Regions from separate parts of the Mus musculus genome. Here region 2 is linked to region 1. Evidence: chromatin contacts called from public promoter capture Hi-C data. All regions are on one chromosome and are shown on one strand. Each heading gives the region's core, a stretch centred on a gene start, on an enhancer-like site or on the middle of the called end of the contact. The rest is flanking DNA. Distances are from core to core; before and after follow the strand shown.

The links. Promoter capture Hi-C pulls out the DNA fragments that hold promoters and counts their contacts.
Region 2: a promoter capture Hi-C map of hippocampal neurons shows a contact between it and region 1, with 2.4 times the contacts expected there. The contact joins the promoter of Rps18-ps4 here to the enhancer-like site in region 1. A contact is called at or near these places in 7 of 39 promoter capture datasets (the 3T3-L1 cell line, 3T3-L1-derived adipocytes, hematopoietic stem and progenitor cells and 3 more), 3 of 484 Hi-C or Micro-C datasets (the C2C12 cell line, brain and muscle stem cells), 1 of 115 datasets of contacts at active chromatin or transcription factors (embryonic stem cells) and 1 of 9 other capture datasets (pancreatic islet).

The regions. Positions count from the first base shown.
Region 1 is chr13:97,605,825-97,608,830 of GRCm38.p6, forward strand. It overlaps Gm34087 (a long non-coding RNA gene), which reads right to left. Exons shown (of 5, transcript XR_873831.2): 3 at 2,740-2,941; 4 at 1,608-1,687. Among named protein-coding and RNA genes, the nearest start is that of Gm34087, 15 kb to the right of the region's middle. Within about 2 kb of position 1,522, at least 35 of the 459 cell types and tissues checked have an H3K27ac peak or open chromatin away from gene starts, as enhancers often do. A contact at or near this core is called in brain and hippocampal neurons, where this site is marked.
Region 2 is chr13:97,749,481-97,752,764 of GRCm38.p6, forward strand. Rps18-ps4 (ribosomal protein S18, pseudogene 4) reads left to right here and starts at 1,632. Exons shown (of 3, transcript NR_152263.1): 1 at 1,632-1,672; 2 at 1,932-2,089.

The DNA.
Region 1 (3,006 bases), core at 272-2,771:
TATTTTCAAAGTGCCATTAAGAGGCCATTTAGAGTTATTATCTAGTGGATATTGGGGCCCAATTTAGGGTGTGAATTTGGAAGCCTTTAATACCAGAGTCCCAGTAGGGAGCCTGGAAGTAGCAATGAAGACATTCCCGTTGAATGAGAGTAGAAGTTATCAATTACCCACACCAGTGTCATTAGGATAAATATGATAACTAGGAATGGAAGCATCTAAGCCAGATCACCAGGTCATCATGGGGTAAACTAGGCCATGAGCGGCAGCAGAATGGTTTACCTAGGCCTAGGATTTTCCAATAGCTCTAGAAAGGAACTGTCTTGAGAAGAGAAAGAGACCTCACCCAAGGAAAGAGGTTCTAGGATGAAGAGTCAGGGAAGAGGGTCATGACTCTGAATATCTTTGTCCCCAAGTACAGCAGGGGGTGGCTGTGAGCCCAACTGCCTTCCCTTGGGACCAGGGGTCGTTTAAGCTGACTAGTGGTGTGTGTGTGTGTGTGTGTGTGTGTGTGTGTGTGTGTGGTGGGGGAGCTTACCAATTTGCTGGTATTTGGATGGATAGGTCAAGCAATCCGATGTCTGGAAAGTGCTTGTAGCAAAGGTGGGAAATGTGAACCTGCGAGTTTGTAAATCTGAGTCGTGACACTAAATCAAATGTTTTATAAAACCAAGGATATGTTTTGTAGAGTGTGGTGTGGTGTGGTGTGGTGTGGTGTGGTGTGGTGTGGTGTGGTGTGGTGGGAGAGGGTACCTCAGCAGGCCCATGCTGAAGCATCCTACCCCCAAGGTACCTAGACCCAATGGGTATACTAGACCCAATAGGTCTAGTATAAGAATAGAGTTTATTTGGGGGCATGGGAAAGGGAATTGAGAAGGAAGTAGAGGCAGAGAGAGAGAGAGAGAGAGAGAGCTGGAGGAATCTTAGAAGGAATACCATCAGGTACTATCACTGTCTCCATTTCAAGTGTGAAACTGAGATGCCTTGAGGTCATTTGCTGCACCCAAGAACCTACTGCTGGTAAAGGTGGGTGTGTGGGTTTAAAGTCAGCCGAAGCCTTCTCTACTCTGATCTTGCATTTGCTTGACATGGCCCACATTTTCTCTCTGGAAGCAAGACCCAAGCCTGATAAACACCAGGAGTCACATTGGCATTGACAAGTGTCCTCAGAGCCCCAATGCATGCTGCTTTCCCTAAGGGAATGCTGTCCTTATTCTGGACACAAATCTTGGGAAAGCCCAACAAAATGGTTGAAGCTAAAGCTGTGGGGTCCTCAGCACTTCTATCTGTATCCCTTTAGATGCGATTTCCAAGAAAGAAAGCCTAAAGCTTACAGGAGGCTTCCACTCAACTCTGTGTGGATGCTTGGAACATGGCTTTCCTTTCCTGCCTCCTTGAGATAGTAGGTGTAGAGGCAGCTGAGGCATCGGATTGATTTTGGCTAAGCCAAGAGCACAATGGGCCACAGGTCAGTGGAGACTGCCCCCTGCAGGCTCCCGCCTCCTATTTACCTAGTACCAATTCTGAGCCTGAACTTCCTCCAACTGGCTTCTGAGGCCCCTCTAACCTACGCAGCTGCCTTTGACTCTGTGGACATCAGAATAACTTACAGGCAGATGTCACAATAGAAGAATGCCCGCGTTGCCGCTTCCAACTGTGGGTCAAATGTGTTCGTTCACCTGCCTGTCTCCTGTGGGTCAGAGAGAGAACAGGGTTGACAGCCCGGAGAAACTGCTAACGAAGCAAGACTTGATGCAAGCTGCCTAGACAGACACATTATCTGGGAGTAAAGGCTCAGCCTTCAGAAAGATTTACAGCAGGATGTGAGGGGGAGTGGATCTGAAAGTGTGTCTCTGTGGCGTGGGGAGTAGCTGAAGGCGCTGAGCTGTGTTCTGTAGTTAGTGCTGCCTTTTGTTTCCAAAGCCACATTGCTGAGGCAACATTTACCTGCTGGCTGCACAGTCCCCCCAGTCACTTAAGACTCCTTCATTCTATTTAACTATTATGAGTGCATGGTACTAGGTCCCTGAATTATACATTAGCCTAAAAATGCTAGGAGAGTCATTGATGTGTGCTGCAAATTAATAGAAACAGAATCTTAAAGCAAGAAGTGTGTGTGTGTGTGTGTGTGTGTCTATGAATATTAGTGTGTATAGTGTGCTATGTTTGCGGGATAGGTGTGATTTGGTGCATGGTGTTGGGGGTAGTGCAGAGGTGATGGTGATGGTGATGATGATGTATATGCACAATGCAATGGTGGGCATTGCTTTCTTGCTTCCATTTTATTATATGAAATAGCACACTGTTGCAATCAGCCAACAGCTCTTACAGATTTCTTTTGGTAAACAGTCCCCATCACACATGAAGTCCATTGCATGGGAGAAAATGTTATGTGGTAAGGGTTCTTGAAACTCATCTACATAAGGTGTGTGTGTGTGTGTGTGTGTGTGTGTGTGTGTGTGTGTGTGTGTGTTCCTCTTTGGTTCCCTGACTTAATTGCAGATAGAAACTGGTAATATTATCCAAGGGAGAAGGCTGAGGAGACGTTCTTAGGGGCTGGACACCATACCTGTTCTCCAGGTTCACCCCTGCTAGTCTGTAACATTACCCTATCACTACCCATGCTTTGCACAGTGGACTTGGCACTGGAGGAAGGTTGAGGGACTAGGTTGACTAGGTCAGCTATGACCTGCCCTAGGGAATGTGCGGCAAAGCAAAAGGTGAATGATGGAAGGCACCAACCCATTCTCTCCTTCACTTTAGCAGTGCCAAAGCTTCCTCCATCTGACTCTCAGTGCCCAGCCTCCTCCATCCGACTCTCAGTGAAGATCTGACAGCCTTGTACTACTCCAGGTTCTTGGTGTTTTGATATCAGATTCTCAGCCTTCAATTTCCCTCTCACTTCCCAACATTTTCCAGAATGGAGTTTACTTTTCCATATTGTCTGAGAGAGAGAGAGAGAGAGAGAGAGAGAGAGAGAGAGAGAGAGATTTTAAAAAAAGCCTTTTT
Region 2 (3,284 bases), core at 382-2,881, 140 kb after region 1:
TCAGGGACTCTACTGTGTTCTAGAAAAAAAACAAAAACAAACAAATGTCTAGAGGCAGTGTTCCAGGAAAACACAGGCAGGAGAGTCAAGGCAGTTTAATAAGTATGGCAGAAAGAATTATAATTGGAGTGTGATTATCAAATAAGGAGACTGATTCTACAGTAGACCTAGAAAAACAGAACAAACAAGCTGAAAACCCCAACAAAACAGATCAGCCTCTCCACCCAATACAATATGGAAATAGCCTGCTGGGGTTGGCATGGTGTTCTATAGATGTAGTCCCAGCAATTAGAAAGCACAGACAGGAGAACGACTGTAAGTTCAAAGAACTGGCATGCTGGTCTACACAGTGAGCTCCAATCCAACCAGGGCTATATAGTAAACCCCTGTCTCCAAAAGGGGAATGGCTGGGATGATAGCTTAGACGGGAAAGTGCTTGGCACAAGAATGTGGGCCAGAGTTCAGTTCTCCAGAACCCATATACAACACACAAAAGCCAGGCAGGTGACAAAAATTGAAACCTCAAAACTGGTAAATTGAGGACATGGACCCATGGGGGCTCACTGGACAGCTATCTTATCCTGCTTGTTGAGTTCTAGGCCAGTGAGTAAACCTGCCTCAAGAAAATAAGGTGGGTAGTTCCTGAGTCACAATAGGCAAGGCTCATACACGCATGTGCACATCCATGCAAGCACACACGGAAGGACTCATGCACATGTACACACATGCAAGCACACACACAAGGCTCACGTGCGTGTACACACACACACACACACACACACATGCACAAGAGGAAAAAATAGCCTTCCAAACTTCTTCAGGGTTCAACCCGGAGGAAGAACACTTCCCTCCACTCTTGCTGAGTTTCCTTAGGGGTTTCCTTACAGAGAGTGCCCGTTGCCTTCTTACCTACTTCTCACAATGGCACAGACAATAGCAATCAACCCATCGATCAGTCGATCAGAGCTTGCACTTGAGCTTGGATATCCGCCACTCTTAGTCAGACAGAAATTTCCCAAGCAACACTATAAAGGACTATGACTTAATCTGTCAGGCTGGCTCTGCACTGTGGCACCAAATAAACCACCTTTGCAATGAGATAGTTTAGAACTCAAAGGGCTGGGAACACAAAGTCACATCATACGTTTATTCTAATTTCTTTCGAAGAAAATGATATATATCATCGTATTATTTTACATTACTAAATTATATAAAGTACTCTTAATGGCTGCTATAGTTTGTTGTATGTGCCTATGTTTCTCTTGGCAGCACTTGCTCGAACCTATTCCATTAACAGAGCTACACGAATTTGATTTTAGAAAAAAAAAATAATCCATCCTTGGAAGGAAAGTGTCATCACTTTCATGGAAACAATATCCCTCAGCAAACAATGCCCTTTATTTTGGCAACCTGTCCTTCCTGCCATCTGCCTTGCAAAGCACTTGCCAGGGTTGCAATAATAATTGAGTTAGAGAGGGAATTAGATGTAATGAAGGGGAAGAAAATTGATTGCTTAATTTTTATTAACAGAATGCAAGAGAATCGTGAAGCCCTGCTGTGAACCAAAATGAGACAAAGAGGGGGAAACACAGAGAGGACTCCAGGTGGCAGAAGTGTGTCTGCACACACATGTGCAGTCCTCCACAGAGGCTGAGGAGAGGCCAGCGGATAGGTGAGTCGGGGACTCTGGAAGGAAGGGCTAAAAGGCAAAGACAGCCAGAACTGAGCATATGAGCCTATAGAGAAAGGGCACAGCCGGCCAGAGCTTGTGTGTCTCTGCTGGGAAGGGAGGCTGAGCATTTCCTACATTCTGCCTGGCAGGGATCCCATCCTTGCTAGGTTGAGCCAGGATGCATGTGGGCATACAAACATGAGTTTCTTCTGGGCCTCCACCCTCCAGCCACGGCTAGTAACCTTTATGGGCCTTGTAGATCCATAAAGAAGAATGCAGAGGTGAAGGATACTCAACAGAATGCTGTCCTGATGTGCATGAAGCCCTGGGTTCCGTTCTCAGCACCAAATATACTGGGCCTGCTGGTATAAGCTGGTGATCTCAGCACACAGGAAGTGAAGGCAGGAGAGTCAGAAGGTCAGAGTTAAGCTTTGGAGGTTGCTCAGTGGGTAAGAGAGTTTGCTGAAGAGGTATGTAGACCCAAGTTCAAATCCCCAGCTTCCACATAAAAAGCTGGGCATGGCCATGAGTAACCCAGGGTGTTATTGACAGAGGCAGGAAGATCACCTGAGGGTAATAAAGCAGAGAGGAAAATAACAGGATGCCTGAGGTCCTTTTCTGGTGAGTGTGCATGCCCCCTACGTTCAGATGTACGTATTCTGAACACAAACAACACAAAAAAGTTATTTAAAACTGATTTAAGGAAAAAAATCAAACAAACGGGCTAAAGGGATGGCTCAGTGGTTAAGAGCACTGACTGCTCTTCAAGAGGTCCTGAGTTCAATTCCCAGCCACCACATGATGGTTCACAACCATATATATATAAAATAGATAGAAATCTTAAAACAACAATAACAAAGACGAAGCTCAAAGTCCATCTTGGCTGCATAGTGAGTTCCAGACAGATTGAGCTACATCTGATCATATCTCAAAAACAAAACAAAAATTTTCTGGGGTCAATCAGACTATGTCTTCTGCTTATCATTAAGGAATGCCCATGCTAACTCTACTATCATACAATGTTTCCTTCTTAGAGTAACCAGTAACTCCCATAATCTTCTTGCCAGTCCCGAGAATCAGCACAAATCCATCCCTGTCACATGACGGCTGTGGGAACTCTGGGATCAATTGGAAGCCGATCTTTGTAACGTGAAGTGCAAGGAACAAACGGCTCAGAAAGAGAAAGCCCCCCGGAAGTCCAATCGTCATCAGAGAGGGTTCCACTAACAGCTGATGGGGACAGATGCAGAGACCCACAACCAAACATAAGGCTGATAGAGGCCCCAAATTGAAGATCTTCACCATGCCCCTTCTCTTGGAGCTTAGGGAACCCTGCAGAAGAGGGGAGAAAAGGATTGCAGAAGCCAGAGAGTTGAGGGCACCAGGACAACATGGCCCACAGAATCAACTAAGCAGGGTTCCTAGGTGCTCACAGCGACTACTGTGGTAATCACGGAGCCTGCGCGGGTCTGTGCTGGGTCCTCAGCATATATATTAGTGGTTTTTAGCTAGGTGTTTTTGTGGGATTCCTAGCAGTGGAAGTAGGGTTGTCTCCAAGTCTTTCACTTGCTCCTGTGACCCTTTTTCTTCCTAGGCCTTGCCCCCCGCCCCC